Linked DNA regions of Ovis aries: region 1 is linked to region 2. Evidence: chromatin contacts called from public Hi-C data. All regions are on one chromosome and are shown on one strand. The core of a region is the stretch at or near the end of the contact, and the rest is flanking DNA. Distances in the headings are between cores, read along the strand shown.

What was found. Hi-C and Micro-C count contacts between places; a contact is called where the count stands out from the background.
Region 1: a Hi-C map of liver shows a contact between it and region 2, with 2.3 times the contacts expected there. The contact joins the promoter of PROK1 here to the enhancer-like site in region 2. A contact is called at or near these places in 10 of 16 Hi-C or Micro-C datasets (hypothalamus, liver, mixed tissues and 5 more).

Annotation. Positions count from the first base shown.
Region 1 is chr1:87,761,230-87,764,497 of ARS-UI_Ramb_v3.0, reverse strand. PROK1 (prokineticin 1) reads right to left here and starts at 1,688. Exons shown (of 3, transcript XM_027964841.3): 1 at 1,617-1,688. The coding sequence starts at 1,688. LOC114113153 (a long non-coding RNA gene) reads left to right here. Exons shown (of 2, transcript XR_003588202.3): 2 at 690-3,268.
Region 2 is chr1:87,717,446-87,720,723 of ARS-UI_Ramb_v3.0, reverse strand. LOC132658082 reads right to left here. Exons shown (of 2, transcript XM_060401415.1): 2 at 2,677-3,275. Among named protein-coding and RNA genes, the nearest start is that of LAMTOR5, 11 kb to the right of the region's middle. Within about 2 kb of position 1,498, at least 1 of the 54 cell types and tissues checked has an H3K27ac peak or open chromatin away from gene starts, as enhancers often do. A contact at or near this core is called in liver, where this site is marked.

The DNA of each region.
Region 1 (3,268 bases), core at 439-2,938, 44 kb before region 2:
CCCATTTCAGAGATCTGTGGCTTCTCTCAGCTGAAGCTGGGAGCTGGGTTTGGGTTGGCCCTTTTCCATTGGGCTTCCCTTGTTGCTCAGCTGGTAAAGAATCCGCCTGCAATGGGGGAGACCTGGGTTCAGTCCCTGAGCTGGGAAGATTCCCCCTGGAGAAGAGAAAGGCTACCTACTCCAGTATACTGGCCTGGAGAATTCCATGGGCCATATAGTCCATGGAGTCGCAAAGAGTCGGACACGACTGAGCAGCTTTCACTTCACTTCTTCTCTACTGGGCCATGGAGTGCCCTCTGGCTGCCTTGTGGGGCACTGCAGTAAAGCGGGGCATGCTGGGGCTGCTCGACACTCCGAGGAGGTGCAGGGGGCAGTCATCTGGTCTCCAACCTAGTCAGCCGGTCCCTGAAAGCTCAGGGTCAGCGCTGAGTGGACTCCACCTGACTCTTCTGCCACAGAGGTGTGGCATCACTGGTCAGCCTGCTGCCTGGTGGGGTAACCAGGGCTTCTACCCTCTGCTCTCACCCTCCCAACCTTCAAGCTGCACGAGAGGAGGGCAGCCTTCTGTAGTTCACATTCATTAGGTGCAATTCTGTCCTGACAGTTGTATTTATGGTTTGGGTCCCAAAAGCATTGGCTGGCCTTTGATGTTTGTTCTGCTTTGAAACTCGGTCTTTTTCCTCTAAAAGGGAGAAGAAAGAGACTTCGCTTTCTGTGAACACTACAGTTAATCCAGTTCCAGGAATGGTTTGGCCTTCTCTACATTTCCATTTTCTGTGTAAAAAGCTGGAGGAAGTTGAAACAAAAGTGAATGTCTCTTTTTTATTGTTCTAGTGGCTTTTTATCTAGAAACCTTCCAGGTCAGTCATTACTTTCTGTTTTTATAAGAATGGTCGCATCACCATCACACAACCTGTGCCCATGAGAGGGTGGGTCCAGGGGAAGTCAAACTTCTGAGGGAGAACCACTATTGGGATGTCTTGAATACTACAATGTGCCTGCACCCACAGTGGGGCTGGATTTCTGCTTGTTATCCAACACTTGTTTCTGGGTCACTTAGCCAATTGTTGGCGTCACCTTTATTCCTATCAACTGGGCACAGAGTTAAAACATATAAACTGCACGGGGAAAGAAAGAGTTTCAAAATCGACTTTCTTAAGAGTAGAGAAAGCAGAGATTAAACATACCCAACAGAAGCTAAATAAGGTCACAGCCTTTAATTAATTCAACTTGCTATGAAAATTACACTTGACATGTGAACCAAACCATGCATGAAAACTAAAATTTACACCAAAGATAAATTAGTGCTAATCCACTTTATGAAAGATTCTTTATTACTCAAAAATCTTCTTTTGACCAAAGGTCCAAACTTCAGAATTTGCAATGCTCTCCTCATTTATTGAAAGCAGAATTTGATTTACACAGTTTCTCTGAAGCAGATCCCCTTTATCGAGGTCTAACTAACGTGAAAACCCTGTGAGATGCCTCTCAGAAGTGTGGTCTGGAACTGGCTCCCATGCCCTTGGTTTGCCTCCTGTGTGGTTCCTGGGTCCTGTCCCATGCAGACCCTGACATCATCCCAAAACCCAGGGCAGAGAGAATGTTGGACGACTTACCCCGGTGATCACGGCACAGTCGGACGCGGTCACCAAGAGGAGTATCACTGAGACTCGCGCGGCACCTCTCATGGTCACTTGGGGTGGAGGCAACCACTGCCAGCTCCGTTGCCTCCGCTCAGCCTCAAACCTGCCAGCTCGGAAGGCCAGGCTCTCCTCTGAGATTTATAGCGTCCGATCCAGGCTGCCTGTGGATGCTTTGTCTCCACTCTTGCCCATGACACTGTTATTCAGATGATCTCAGAGATGGAGATGAGACCTGAATCCCAAATGACATTGAATCACCATCGAAACCAATAAAGATGAACCATCGGCGGCAGTGACAGTCGCTCTGACTCTCAGGACGCAACGATCCAGTCAGCTCCATGCATCGTACCCCACAGTCCTGTCGCCTCTGGGGCGTCCTTCTATTCTGCTTGGGGCCAGGGGAAGGCTTTGGTAATAAATCAAGGGATTAGCAACATCACCACTCACTCCTCCCTGCACCAAACCCAGGATCACCAGCTCCTTCACACTCAAGCCAATAAGAATGATCTGGGCTCTTCCTGTTGGCTCAGCACTGCTGTCGGAGTGAGGGGCTGAGACAACATAGTGAGAAGGCAGTGTCCTTGGTCCCCTAGAACAGGGGTCCCCAACCTCCAGGATCTAATGCTTGATGGTCTGAGATGGGGCTGATGTAATAATGATAGAAATAAAGTGCACAGTAAGTGTAATGCACTTGAAATCATCCCCAAACTATCCCCCCAACCTGGTCCGGGTCCATGGAAAAACTATCTTCCATGAAACTGGTCTCTGGTGCCAAAAAGGTTGGGGACTGCTGCCCTAGAAGGTAAAATTCCAATAGGGAGACGTAAGACAGTGAGAAAACAAAGCCAGGCTTGTGGGGTTGATGTTCCTGAGAAGTTCATAAGGAACTGCCCTCTAAGAGGCTCTGGACAAACACCAAGTGTCACTTGGCTCAGGAACCAGAGGGCAGAGGATGAGCCAGTTGACAGGTCCCTGGGGAAAAGCGTGCTTGAGCTGGGTTTCAGCTAAAGGTACCAGGAGCCATGTGCCTTCCTGTTCTATGGGTTGAGCTTGACCTTATCCAGGGGCTAACAAACATGGTGGGCTTGGACACCAGTCTTGGGGAAGGTGAATCTGGGCACAGCCCCTCCTACCAACTGATGGACCTTTTATCAGACAATCCCCACAGTGATAAAAGTCCCTTCTCTCTACAGTGATAAAAGCCACTATTGCCCAAGAAATGTCCTCAGTTCAGTTCAGTCGCTCAGTTGTGTCCAACTCTTTGCAACCCCACAAACCGCAGCACACCAGGCTTCCCTGTCCATCATCAGCTCCTGGAGTCCACCCAAACCCATATCCGTTGAGTCGGTGATGCCATCCAATCATCTCATCCTCTGTTGTCCCCTTCTCCTTCTGCCCTCAATCTTCCCCAGCATCAGGATCTTTTCAAATGAGTCAGCTCTACATCCTGCAATATGTTAATAGGTGTTGCTACTGTTATTGCTAAGTTGTTTCAGTCATGTCTGACTCTGTGCGACCCCATAGATGGCAGCCCACCAGGCTCCCCTGTCCCTGGGATTCTCCAGGCGAGAACACTGGAGTGGGTTGCCATTTCCTTCCAGTGCATGACAGAGAAAAGTGAAAGA
Region 2 (3,278 bases), core at 249-2,748:
ATTACAATTCAGTGAGACAAGCACTCTGATACAGGCGTCCTAGGACTTCTATCACACGAAGAATGGTTATCAGCACTCAACACTGCGAATAGTTTCATCACAAACTGAAGAAAGTAGAAAACAATTAGGACTCAGACACCTCCTCCAACTAACCATCACTCCAACCCCCAGCACCTCTGTAACTTATATAAGCCGTTTGCCCCCTCTGCCTACCTAGGCAGGGGAAAACCAGCAAGAGGACACAGCAGGAGGGGGTGCTGTGGAATAGCCTGTCTTTCCATCTCCGGAGGGACGAGGATATTTGAGCCAGCGGTCATCCTCTTCCTACTTGTTCATTTTCCCTCCAAAGACCTTCCTTAAAAGAATAAAAAGTGATCGCTACCTTTTCTGAGAGTCCTATAATCACTGTGGAAAATTCTGAAAGAGATGGGACTATCAGACCACCTACCTGCTTCCTGAGAAACCTGCATGCAGGTCAATAAGCAGCAGAACCAGACATGGAACAACAGACTGGTTCCAAATCGGGAAAGGAGGACGTCAAGGCTGTAAACCGTCACCCTGCTGATTTAACTTATACGCAGAGTACATTACGTGAAATGCCAGGCTAGATGAAGCACAAGCTGAAATCAAGATTGGTGGGAGAAATATCAATAACCTCAGATATGCGGATGACACCACCCTTATGGCAGAAAGCGAAGAACTAAAGAGCCTCTTCATGAAAGTAAAAGAGAGTGAAAAAGCTGGCTTAAAACTCAACATTCAAAAATATAAGAACATGGCATCTGGTCCCATCACTTCAGGGGAAATAGATGGGGAAACAGTGGAAACAGTGTCAGACTTTATTTTTTGGGGTTCCAAAATCACTGCAGATGGTAACAGCAGCCATGAAATTAAAAGATGTTTACTCCTTGGAAGAAAAGCTATGACAAACCTAGACAGCATATTAAAAAGCAGAGACATTACTTTGCCAACAAAGGGCCATCTAGTCAAGGCTATGGTTTTTCCAGTGGTCACGTATGGATCTGAGAGCTGGACTATAAAGAAAGCTGAGTGCCAAAGAATTGATGCTTTTGAACTGTGGTGTTGGAGAAGACACTTGAGAGTTCCTTGGACTGCAAGGAGATCAACCAGTCCATCCTAAAGGAAATCAGTCCTTAATATTCATAGGAAGGACTGATGCTGAAGCTGAAGCTCCAATACTTTGGCCACCTGATGTGAAGAGCCGACTCACTGGGAAAGACCATGATGCTGGGAAAGGTTGAAGGCAGGAGGAGAAGGGGACGACAGAGGATGAGATGGGTGGATGGCATCACCAACTCGATGGACACAAGTTTGAGCATGCTCCGGGAGTTGGTGATGGATAGGGAAGCCTGGAGTGCTGCAGTCCCTGGGGTCGCAGAGCTGGACACGACTGAGCGGGACTGAACTGAAAATGCTCCAGCCCAGCAAAGTTTCACACCACAAGGGACCACTAGGGGGCGGTACTGCAGTGCCAAGCTGCCTGGGGCAGGACTTCCGTCGCCAGCCCGCCAGCTTGTTACGTTTTCTAATGCTAATTTTTAAGGACAGTTTAAACTGCTCTTTCTAAAATTTAAATGACCCATAGTATGTGACCCCTAAGTTAGTATAAATAATTTCTCTAGGGCAGGAATCTAAAACTCCTGAATTACAACACTCAAGACTGGAATTAAGAAGGAAAAAAAAAAGTAATTTTTAAGGCAGCTGCAAGTTTTTCACGGTCACAGCTTGGGAATGAAGAGAGACTCTGAATTTAAGAGGAGCTTTGAAGCTGAGCCCCAGAACAGAAGGTGTACTGTAAAAGCTGGAGGGGAGAGGGTTGGAGAAAAGGTAGATCCAGGCGTGATGTAAGGAGGGCTTAAGCACAGGGAGTGAGGATTGGCTTATGGAGGATGGGTGAGCTTGGGACATAACTCCCATTTTTATCAAAATGCTACCAATCTTACTGTAAACTGGTACCCCCTTTCTGGGGCACAACATGTAAGTGCATATTAAGTCTTAAAAGTGTCAATATCCTTTGACCCAATAATTCCATCTTAGTAACTTATAAGGAAATTTTTAAACTACACAAATATTTGGCTATAAGGATATCCAGCATTTGTAATAGCTAAAACCCCCAAAATAACAACAACAACAACAACAACAAACTATAAAGAAACTAACTGCACTTTAATAAAGTGAAGTCGCTCAGTCGTGTCCGACTCTTTGCAACCCCATGGACTGTAGCCTACCAGGCTCCTCTGTCCATGGGATTTTCCAGGCAATAGTACTGGAGTGGATTGCCATTTCCTTCTCCAGCAGATCTTCCCCACCCAGGGATGGAACCCAGGTCTCCTGCATTGTAGACAGACGCTTTACCGTCTGAGCCACCAGGGAAGTCCACGGTATGAGTTGCTTAAATGAGTTGCGCTTTAATATGAGTTGCTTAAATCAATTGAGGACTATTTTGTAAGTATTACAAAGGATGTGCAAATAAAAACTTACATGTGCGTGCGTGTGTGCTCAATCGTGCACACTCTTTGGGCCCCCATGGACTGTAGCCCCACAGGCTCCTCTGTCCATGGGCTTTTTCAGGCAAGAATTTTGGCGTAGGTTGCCATTTCCTTCTCCAGAGTGTAAGGTATAGTTCAGACCGAGGCAGAAAGAGGAAAGATGACCTCAACAGAAGTAGGTTACCTTTATTCAGGCAAGGAGGGGCGACGGTCAGCCTAATGACCAGGGTGAGCTCCGAGAGGGATCAGGGAGGCTCCATGTTTATAGGGAGGTTTGTGGAAGCGATAAGGGAAACTTTAATCAGGCGGGATGTTTTGGGTATTCTTTAGTTGAGATGGCATTTGTAGTTGGGCGGGGGGTGATAAGTCTTCTGGGCAGGTGTAGGGGGTGGAAGGTTTCTAGACAGAGGGTGATAAGTCCCAGATAGATGCAACCAGCCTGGAGCATCAGGGTGGGACCTAAAGTTCTGTTTTGTTTTCTCCGAAGTTAGATGATTCAGCAAGGGCCTTTGAGACTGTTGTTTTCTTTTCTAGGCCCCAAAGTCTCCTTCATTCCAGACCTTGAACTCATAAAAATATGGGGAAAAGGACGCCGTATCTCTCTGGCTACTTCCTGCTGGATAGGGGCGATGATTTGGGGTCTGGCATGGAGGATCGTCCTAGGGCTCAGGGTCTCCTTTTTCTGAGCTTGGGGTGAGGCTCTCAAGAAGAAGAATGGTCTTGACCTGATCTCGAAAGATGGCCCGAATCCGTTCTTGGAGAAACCTT